Linked DNA regions of Mus musculus: all the other regions are linked to region 1. The links are chromatin contacts, called in public Hi-C and targeted proximity ligation maps. All regions are on one chromosome and are shown on one strand. The core of a region is the stretch at or near the end of the contact, and the rest is flanking DNA. Distances in the headings are between cores, read along the strand shown.

The links. Hi-C and Micro-C count contacts between places; a contact is called where the count stands out from the background.
Region 2: a contact with region 1 is called in a targeted proximity ligation map of pancreatic cancer cells. A contact is called at or near these places in 5 of 39 promoter capture datasets (the C10 cell line, cranial neural crest, hematopoietic stem and progenitor cells and 2 more), 3 of 130 datasets of targeted methods (embryonic stem cells, memory CD8 T cells and pancreatic cancer cells) and 2 of 9 other capture datasets (liver and pancreatic islet).
Region 3: a Hi-C map of bone marrow-derived macrophages shows a contact between it and region 1, with 39 read pairs. A contact is called at or near these places in 13 of 39 promoter capture datasets (the C10 cell line, the HPC-7 cell line, the SN4741 cell line and 9 more), 15 of 484 Hi-C or Micro-C datasets (the AML12 cell line, CD8 T cells, DN3 thymocytes and 9 more), 15 of 130 datasets of targeted methods (the NIH/3T3 cell line, bone marrow-derived macrophages, double positive thymocytes and 9 more) and 4 of 9 other capture datasets (adipose tissue, liver, macrophages and 1 more).

The regions. Positions count from the first base shown.
Region 1 is chr19:10,817,077-10,820,615 of GRCm38.p6, forward strand. All of the region lies in intron 1 of Cd6 (CD6 antigen), which reads right to left. Among named protein-coding and RNA genes, the nearest start is that of Cd6, 11 kb to the right of the region's middle.
Region 2 is chr19:10,984,113-10,987,651 of GRCm38.p6, forward strand. Ms4a15 (membrane-spanning 4-domains, subfamily A, member 15) reads right to left here. Exons shown (of 7, transcript NM_001034898.2): 2 at 558-732. Among named protein-coding and RNA genes, the nearest start is that of Ms4a15, 7.4 kb to the right of the region's middle.
Region 3 is chr19:10,676,359-10,679,897 of GRCm38.p6, forward strand. It overlaps Pga5 (pepsinogen 5, group I), which reads right to left and starts at 1,713. Exons shown (of 9, transcript NM_021453.4): 1 at 1,561-1,713; 2 at 267-426. The coding sequence starts at 1,613.

The sequences.
Region 1 (3,539 bases), core at 390-2,889:
CTCAGAATCATCAAGAGCTCGAGTTCCAGGAGCTCCAGTGTCTTTTTCTATCCTCAGAGAGCACCACACATGCACATACATATATCCAGGCAAACATTCACACACATAAAATAAAAATAAGTAAAAATTTTCAAATGCCATAATGAAGTTTAGTTATTTTGAAGCTAACAACAAAAAAGTAGGTATTATTCTAACCCACAAAAGTGCCATAATTATGTTCTTTTAAATTTTGGTATATGCATGTGTGTAATACTTTTTACCATCACAATTAAGTGTTAGAATCTAAACTTCTAAACCCCAGAATGTAGCCTTATTTAAAAATAAAGTGTTTGTAGAGTTCTTCAACTTAAAATGAGACCTGTGGGATCAGGTCTTAAGTCAATATTACTGTTGTCTTCATAAAACCACACAGATGTAGTGCCCAGGGGAAAAAACTAAGTTAAGGTGAAGGCAGAGAGCAGAGTAGTATTTTGCTGTTTGTTTTCTGAAACAAGGTGTCATGCAGCCAGTCCAAGCTGACCTTGAACTCAATGGAACTGAGAATGGCCTTGAACTCTTAATCCTCCAGAGCCTCTACTTCCTGAGTGCTAGGGTGACAGTGTACTCCACCATGCCTCGTGCTGGGCATCAATTCTAAGACTTACTGCTAGCAAAGCAGGTCTACCACATTGCTCCAGCCCCAGCCTGGGAGGAATGCTTTTACAGGCCAAGGGAGCACCCAAGATGGACACCAACTTGCAGGAGCTAGGAGACCTGGAACACACGCTCCCTCACAGACCTTTGTAAGAACCCCAGCAGCTGACATCTTGACCCTGGGCCTTAATTCAAACCTCCAGGGCTGTGTGGAATTAATTATCTCTTATTTATTTCACACCTTGCCTTTGGGACTTTGTCACTTAGCCCTAGGACACTAAATCACCCACCTCTACACTCGTTTCTGCAACAGAAATTCAGCAGCAGCTCAGAGGGAGAAGGCTAGAATTCTAGAGAATTCTAGAAGAGGAAACAGGAATCAGAAAGATGGAGGGAGATGCCTTCCTTTACTTCTGGATGTTTGTAGGGTCTATAAGCAATCAAGTTCTTCTAAAGCCTTGGTTTTGTGACTTTGTTGATATGGCCAGAGCTTAAACAGCCTCACAGATGTTGGTGACTAAATATTATCTCTAGAGGACTAAAGGGAGTCACAGGGTCTGTCACAGCCCCAGAGTTGAGGGGCTGGGTACAACTCATTTTACCTGAGAGAGGGTGGGGACTTTCTCAAGTTCACAGTGGAAGGGATAGAGTTTAGAGTTGTTGGCAGACCCCAGTGGATCACGTGCTCCCGGTCACTTCACAAAAGCTGCTCAGAAACCGCCTGTGCCTACTTATTAGCACTCCCACCCGTGTGCTAACCGGCCAAGTGTTCTCTGAGAATTAACAAATGCCTTCTTCGAGGACAAAGGCGAGCTGCGTGAAGGTGCTGGGTGAGACTTCTGGTCTCTTGCTATACTTTTTAAAATGTGTTGTTACAAGTGTTTTACAATAAGGATGACTAATGTTTACATTGCTTCTGAAGTTTCACTAGAACTGGGCGGGAGTGGGCAGAGCTGGTAGAAGAGGCCAGCTACTGTGGCCGGCTTCTTAAGTGCCCGCCAATCCTTTCCACGGTTCCGTTTCTCTATTATGAAAGTGGAAGCAGGAGAAGCTGGAGGTGGGCTGAGGAGTAAGAGGGCGTGGCTACCAGCACCGACTATAAACTGTACTCCCGCCCCTCACAGCACAAGCCCCTCCCCACCATCCCATTTGCCTCCATCCTTGACTGCTCCCACTAATTAGTGAAACTTTCCCCACAGCAACCTTGGTTCCGAAGATAAAAGATTAGACAGCACTGAACTGCATAGTAAACAACGGACACTCTTTCTCTTTTTCCATTCCTTCAAGAAAAGTCTGAGGTGGTCTAGGTGGCTCAGCTGGCAAAGGTACTTGCTGCCACGCCTGACAACCTGCATATAATCCTTTAATCCCCAGAACCCAGGAGGTGGAGGGAGAGAACTGTCTCCAGCAAGTTGTTCTCTGACTTCCATACATATACGGTGGTTTGCTAACACGCAAACACACGTGAACACACACACACACACACACACACACACACACTGCGCTGCAGCTATTCTGTGTGCCTGGAATAATGTCTTCCCTGATGCCAGTATCCACAGATATGGGTGTTACCCAGAATTCTGCTCAGATGGCCTTGGCGCTCTCACATGCATCTCTAATCCAGGCTGCTTTATCACTTTTCCTGTGTGTATTATCTTCTGAAATAATATCATTGAAAAATGTGCTTATTTAGCTTTTTCCCATAGCTTCTGTAGCTTAAAAAGGGATTCAACTCTCAATACTGGAGTCCCAAGTGGAAGGAAAATGCCCCACAGTGGCAGAGTTGCTGAGCCAAACTCTTAACATCTGAGGCAGGACAAGATGGCAGCCATCAGAGGCTTCCCTGAGGGCAGATGTCAGTCTTGGTTTCATTCCTACCAGCTTTCTATGCACCAAGCCAATCAGATCTCACCCATTGAGGCAGCTAAGAAAAGCAGATGAGTAGTGATAGATAAAGAAGGGAGTTCTAAGATCCCAGACTAGCAGCCATAATTATAACTGATTTGGGCAAGGTTATCTATGTTATGACAAGTTGGGAAAGGTTTATGGGAATAAGAATACTTACATGCTTCTGTGTCCATTCTCAAAAAATATCTCCCTAGAAAGTGCATATTAATCCCAGAGAAGAAAGAGAAAGTTCTAATAGAGCAGCCCAGCAGAAAGTGATCAGTTAGGCCAGCAGCGATGGGACAGTCCATCCCATGTGCTTCCTGAAAAGAGATGCTAAGATGTATACACATCAACCTATGACATCCCTGCCCAACGAGGCATGACTCAAATGTCAGGAGCAATTGTCAGACAGAGTTAAGGGGCATTTGACAGAACAACTGTTCTGCGTGCTTCAAGATCAACACTATGAAAGAGAAAGAAAAAGCTGGTAAGGACTGGAGAGATGCCTCCGCCATTAGAGGCTAGGCTCACAACTGAAAAAAGCTGGTAAATCATTGTAGATGAAAGAGAATAGAGGAGAGAACCGCGCACAGAATGTTGAGCAGAATTTCCTCCTAGATATTACTGGACTGATCCACAGAATCTTCTGGGGTAATTTCCTGATTTTTGTAAAGTGCACTGTCGTTGCATAAGAGAATATCTTTTTTTTTTCAGAACTAAAATATCTAAACCTAAATGGAACATCTTCAGGGGACATCTTGGAAGGGGAAGCAGAAGAAAATGGAAGAGCTGGAGGGTGAGGATAGTGCTGTCTTCTGAATGTGACGTGGCTATTGTGCACGTGAGCTCACCACAGCTCATAGACTCAGGATGAAGCCAGTAGAAGTTCCTACATAGATGGGACCCTTCAGGCCATATCCCTTGCTGAGGAACTGTTGGCAGTTAATGGCTTCTACAAGTGAGAAAATCATCCTTCTAGGATGTGGTCACTGTAGGTTTCCTACAGTGGATGACCC
Region 2 (3,539 bases), core at 734-3,233, 170 kb after region 1:
ACCACTATCTAGGCCGTTTGAGATGGGAGAAGGGCTTGGAAGCCACACTTGGTGGATTCTCAGCTCTACAGGAGTTGGCTCTCACCTATCATTTCATTTTCATCCCTTGTCAGCCTTTCTTTTATTCATTACATTACAAGCACGACAGTATTCTGTATCTTTCGTTGACAAGCCACACCCATTCCCACCTCAGGGCCTTTGCATTTGCTGGTCTTCATGATAGTTAATCCTACCCCTCACCCATCCTTCTGCCCATCCGCTCTTGCTGGGCTGGCTTTAACTTGTAAGATCTAGCCTCAGTGTCGGCTCCCCAGAGAGATATTTCCGTCTTTGCTAGCGTTGCCGTCCCCCATCCATCATTCTTAATCCTCTTTGGAGTTCTGGTCATTTATTTTCTCATTTATTGGGTGAGGTCAAAGGGGGAAGGGAATTCTTGTCTGTGTAGTGCATGAATGAATTCTCACATCTATCCCCTGCCTCCACCTCTCCCTGTTGAGCGTGAGGCACTCTGCCTGCCCAGCAAGTTTGTCTCAAGTCACATGACAAGCTGCCCTTACCCCTAAAGCTTTGGGTTCTCCGGTCAAGAACGTCTCCATTGGTCTAAGATCAGGTGGTTGAGTAGCTCTGGGCGCCTGCGCCCCCAGCTGTGACTCTTCGAACTGCATGATCCCTGGAGGCTGGCACATGGAGGTGGGCAGAATGGCTGGAGGTGGGCGGAGGCCGCTGGCGTTGCTGGGCGGGATGACAACGAACACACCATTGCTGGCAGGAGGTGCAGACATCGTGTTCAGAGAGCCTGGGGGACGAAGGCTCAGGAGATAACAAGGCAGTAGTGGTGGTCACACATATGTTTAAGGCTGTCGACTAAATGGTGTATCTCCCAGCTTTTGCTTACTGAGGTCACAGTAGAACCCAAATTCTCAGCTACAGCTGGGGTTAGAGAAGAGACTACAGAAACGAAGTGGGTTCTTAGACTTTTTGGACTCTTGACTCTGATCTTGATTTCTCCTACATTGCATGGAAGGACTTTTATTTCAATGCTGGGCGTGGAACCCAGCCTGCACCTGAGGCAAGCCCATCACCATTGCTGAGCCACATCCCCAGCCCAAGTGGAACCTTGGAAAAAAGCTTCTATTTGAACATCCTTCTTTCCCTAGAGAGGGTGAATGATGGTTCAAGAACACACAGCTCGGGAAGGTGGAGCTTAGCTGAAGTACCATTTTATCAAGGAAAGAGAAGGACCAGGCAAGACGTACCTCTTCCCTCCCTCCTCTAGGCCTACATCTGTTAACTGTGGATACCTAACTACCCTGGGGCAACATCCTGCTCTCTTTGACTACCCAAGGAATAACCACTATTGTAGCCAAGATAAATAAGGATTATGAAAATCTTAGGTGTGGCTGGTCTGGGAAACTCTCTAGGGAACATTGACCAGTTAGCTAGATGTCAGGTGGTAGCTTCCCAGGGTGCTGCAGTCACTAATCTAGTGGATTATATGACATTAAACAGCCATCTGCCTTGCTGGTTTTCACATGTGGTGAAGAACCCAGCAGTCCAAGTCACAGCTCCATGACAGAAGCCAGGATTTGAACCCTGGCCCATGTAGTCACTGTGAGACAAGGGGCTAGATGGTAACCTCTTCCTGCTTTACTTTTTGGACAAAAATGTAGGGGGAAGGCCACAGAACCGATCACATTATAGGCCTGGTAAAGGCCACAGTTTACACAGTAAACTGTTGTAGCATCTTCATCTGAAGTATTTTTTTTAAAACACATCATCTATCCAGCACACAAACATGTATTTACTCATGGCTTGTAGGACTGTGGTTTGTGTTCATGAGTCATTACAGCTGCAAGGTCACACAGCCTGTGAGAACCAAGCTCTGCTGTGCTCCAAGTTACTCCATATTGTGTTAAAGAGTGGCTTTGGGCTGTGCCTTGCCCTGGGCGACTGCCTTTGAGAGGCAGCATTTGGCCCTCCTGTGAGTTCCAACAGTGAGTCATGATGACTCTGTCTCACTGTGTGCACAAGAACCACCACCTGCCCAGCACCACCCACAGGGCACAGACAATTTACTCCTAAGGATGAAAAGTACCACTTGGACCTATGAAGGAGACGCCTGGCACCGCAGTCGGGATGGCCCCATTGACCTGGCATCTGATCATCCAATGTGTGTGTCATGGGACCAACAGGCGGACTGTCCGGCTCCAGCTCAGCTTGGTTTCCACCGACTGGTGGAAAACCAGTCTGTGTCTTTGTCTGAACCAGCCCTGCACTTCTCTATGGTCCTGCATTTCCGTAGCACCCCTCAGCTCTGCAATCCTGTGCCTTCAGCTCTCCAACTGGGGTCCTTAATATCTTATCTAACCAATGAAGTGATGCAGTGCCCATTTGTGTCTCTAGTAGCTCTCTGCCTCTGGTAAGGTCTCTTTAAACTGTGCTGTGATCTCTGTACTTTTGAGGTTATTCTTTAATACACACACACACACACACACACACACACACACACACACACTGAGGTGTATAAGGTGTGATCTGAGAGTTAACACTAATACTTAAGATCAGAATAAAAACACACATGTTAGTCAGCAGTCAGCTATTAAGGGGAAATTGGAAGTATTTGGCTTGAAAATTTATTGTTAGTCAATAAATTCTGGCACTGTGGACAACACAAATATACCCATCTTTGTTTCTGGAATAGCAGGCTCTTGACATAGTCCATTTCCTGTGTTCAGTAGATGAACATCTTTATGCTAGATATTTGCTCTGTGATGAGCCTGATTCGTCTTGGTGAGTGTAAAACACAAGGGTCCGGTTGGACCTGCCCTTGAGATGCATAGTGAGTCTCCACAAAGGATGAAGTAGGGTTCCAGTGGTTGGAGTACCTCCAAGGGAATGGCAGTGGAGGCATGGGGTGAAATTGGCTGTCATGAGCATTTTCTGTCCACTGTAGGTGATTAATAAATGTTTCATAAGTTGGGGAGACAGTTTAGCAGGTAAAGTGCTTGCTGTATAGGCATGAGGACTGACCTGAGTTGGAGTCCCAGAAACCCATGTAAAAAGTTGGGTGTGGGCTCGAACTTGTAAGCCTAGTGCCGGGGAATCCTTGGGGCTCTCTGGCCTGCCAGCCCAGCCTACTTGGTGAGCTCCAGACCAATGAGTTCCAGATTCTCTCTCAAAGAAACAAAGTAGTTGTCCCCTGAAGAGTGACATGCAGAGTGGACCTCTGACCTCCACACACATGCACATGCCTGGGTACCCCCAGCAGAGAGGCAGGACTCTGCACGACACATGCACACAATTGCACATATATGAACATGCACATACATGTACACACACACCCATGCATGCACATACATGCAAAAGAAGAGCATGTTTCAGGTAAATAGTGTTATTGAACGACAATCCCATGCAGAGGGTGGCAGAAGTTGTTTGATATCTTTAAGGACTTTCTAATGTTTCTTCCAGCCAAAGGTGTGATATCAAGAGCATCTAAAAATGGTGTTCTTACTTCCCACAAGGTGGAGCTCAGTTGGGGC
Region 3 (3,539 bases), core at 463-2,962, 140 kb before region 1:
GGCTGGCCGGCTACAAACCCCAGCTACTCTCCTGTTTCTGCTCCCACAGCTGAGGTCAGAGGTGTGTGTGGCTACACCCAGCTTGTATTTTATGCGAATGCTAGGGATTTGAACTACTCTTAACTGCTGAGCCATCTCAGTCCCTGCTCCCTACCCTTTCTGACTTTAGGAACCCCAGCCCTCATTCAGTATTCTTCAGAGGGGCCACAGGGCTGGGCAAGAGCCCTAAGGGGATGCTCGAGAGGCCCAGCTCCCGTCACACTCACGTCTAGGTAGTTCCTCATAGGCTCATAAGTTACGGCTGGGTTCCGGCGCTGCTCAAGAAGCACGTGGGCACGGCTTCGAGGGTACTTCTCCAGGTAATCCTTCAGCACTTGGCTTTCCCGCAGGTTTTCACGCATGGACTTAATCTTCATCAGAGGGATTCTTTAAACGAGCATCCAGAAGGAAATTAAGTGAGAGACAGCCAAGAGGCAACCAGAGGAACCACACCTTGCATTGTAATTGCGAGGTGAGTTTTCCAAAGAAGACAATTACTGGGAAGGGCCACCGAACACAATGAGAAGACAATGGCAGGGTTTCCAGTCCAGGCTCTGTTATTCGCTCTCGAGCAAGCCATGGGACCGTTCTGAACTGTTTAGCTTCCCTTTCTGTAAAGAAGATGGGACAATAACCCGCTTCAGGTTGACGGCTTGGGGTGAGGGTGGGGGTGATGGGTGATGGGTGGGGAACACTTGCTGTCTGTCCCAACACTCCTGCCAGTGTATTGTCCTTCTCAAAGTAGCCTGGAAGGAAGGATGGAAAATGAGACATTCTACCCCAACCCCACTTTCCTTGCCACTCAGCTCTGGTCACCATGATGGTTACCATCAAAGCTAGACCTATGAAATACCCCACCCACCCACCCACACACACACACACACGTTGACTTTCCTTATATATACAGGTTCTTATGCATCCTAGGCTGGCAAGAAACTTGATATATAACTGAGGATAACCTTACATTTTTTTTTATCATCTCGTCTCCACCTCCATTGCACGCAGGTGGAAACAGCCTTCAGACCTGCCTTGTTTCAATCAGAAGTGAGGAAGGAGAGAAAAAAGGGAAGTGTCAGGGAGTTAACGTGGCTAATGATGAGGTCTGAGCCCAAAGAGAGATAGAGGTCTGTGGACACTGAGACTCTCAGAGAGGTGGAGGAGGGATCTATAGGGATGGACGGATGGACAGACAGACAGACATTCTGAGAGAGACCTAAAAGACAGTGTAGCAGCTATACCCCTACAGATGCACAAGTTGTACACGTAAGGATTTTGGTAAGAGACACCCACACAGCCCATGATGTGACTTCTGCTGCTGCACACTAGCCCCAAGACTTCTGGGCCTTCCAGTGTTCTTGGCAAGCTATCACTGATGAATGGACACCTGGAGGTTATGAAGGCCACTGGGGATTTCATTTCCTCCTTCACCATGGGATGGGCAGGGGATGAGAGGGTCAGACAGTTTTACAGGAGAGAAAAAGAGGCCAGGAAGACCGCTGATAGCTGTCGGTTTGTACTTACTTGACCAAGCACTCTGAGAGGGCCACAAGCCCAAGGACCCAGAGCCACTTCATGATCCCTTCTCAGGCTTAAGGTGCTAGGGAGAAGTTCTGGGCCTGAAGCTGTGTGGAGAACTGCTTATTAAGTTCGTCTGGCCTGCTCTAATCAGACCCTGGAGGGCCACTAATGGGGCCTGATAAGAAATGCAAACTTGCCCTGATAACATCTTTACCCTCGTCAGGAGAGGAAAGGGCTAAAAATTCTCAGAATCTAGGGAGTTTTCGTGGCTGAGAAGGTAGCACCAAGTCACCTGATTTCACAGAGTGGAGAGACTCTTGCTATCTTGGTGATAAAGACACTGTGGATAAAGTGACAAAGGTAAGTGCCAGGTGCCTCTCTGCTGGTCAGATCCCACCAGCTCCTCACTGGCCTGTCCTCATTAGAGAGTGGGTTGCTGGCAGGAACAGAAGGCCGAGTCTGACAACCTGAGTTTGATAGCCAGGGCCAAGTTTAACCTCCATACACCTCTGTGGTAGAGGCACCCACCCACCCACATCAAACAAACAAACACATAAATACAACAGTAAATGTAAAATGTATCCATGATAAGTGGAAGACTTTTAAAAAGTTTATTTTTCTTTAAAAACCAAAAGAAGATAGGCAGCTAGTCCTTGCCTTCGTAGAGTGACCGAGGAGGCAAAGTGGGTTGTAGTCTGGGTGGCCATGGTGGGCATGATGCCATATTATCTTACCACAAGGGGGCAGTCTTGAGTCAGCTCTGACCTGCCAGTGCCAGGCTGGAAGGAAGCCAAGATGCCAAGTTGGCCACATTTTTGAGAGAAGTCAGAGCCTGGATTTTTTTTTTTTTTTATGTAAAATTCCTGCTCTTTAAATGTTAGCAGCTGGGGTATTATGATGCATGCACTTTGGTTTTCACACACTGTTCCTGGCTCCTAAGTTGCTCCCTGCAAATGAGAAGACACTTCATCCCAGAGTGTGCAACAGGGACACCATGAAGAATCTTGGACTCCTGTGGGGAGAAGAGTATTAGTCTGTATTTTATGCTGTAGTGCCAGTTTAAGGAGGTAAACATATGTATCCCAGGCCAAAGGCTCCCAGAGGTGTTTTTCTGACAAAATGCTTAGAAGAATATTTATTTGCTCGTCTGGATGGGCAGACAAATCAGGGTCCTATCAGGGGAGCTGTAATAGGGTGCTGGGGACAGCATACAATGACAGGGACTGCCTGCAGTAGGCAGAGATGGAGACATCTCAGAAACCCATAGCAGCTCCTTGTAGAAAAGGATGGCGTCTGGGACCCTGAGAAACAGGAGACACATCCCTCCAGGGGACCTGCTATCTGAAATAAGGGACTGCCTGAAGTAGGCTAGGATGGAGACATCTCAGTAGCCCATGGCAGCTCTTTGTAAAAAACAGTTGTTCCATTTCTTCTAACATTAGCCCTAGACAATGGCTATATAGATTTTATTTGTGTGTGACTGCTTTTCAGTTGACCTTGGTATGCATAATTATTCTATTATATCTGACTTTCTTACTTCTTTCTCCTTCTACTCTGGTGAATTCTGTGAAACTAGATGTTCCTTGATGTAATGATCCTTCTCCTCCTCCTCCTCCTCCTCCTCCTCCTCCTCCTCCTCCTCCTCCTCCTTCTTCTTCTTCTTCTTCTTCTTCTTCTTCTTCTTCTTCTTCTTCTTTTTCAAGACAGGGTTTCTCTGTATAGCCCTGGCTGTCCTCTTTGTAGACCAGGCTAGCCTTGAACTCAGAAATCTGTCTGCCTCTGCTTCCCAAGGGCTGGGATTAAAGGCATGCGCCACCACGCCCGGCTGATGTAATGATTCTTAAACAATTAAAAATTGAGGCATGGGACAGCACAGCACAGCACAGCTCAGTCCTAAGGGCCCAGGTGCATGCTGTGTGTGCTCATCTTGGAAACAATGCAGTAGCTACACAATGGTAGTTCCAGATCAATGCTTGATTTGC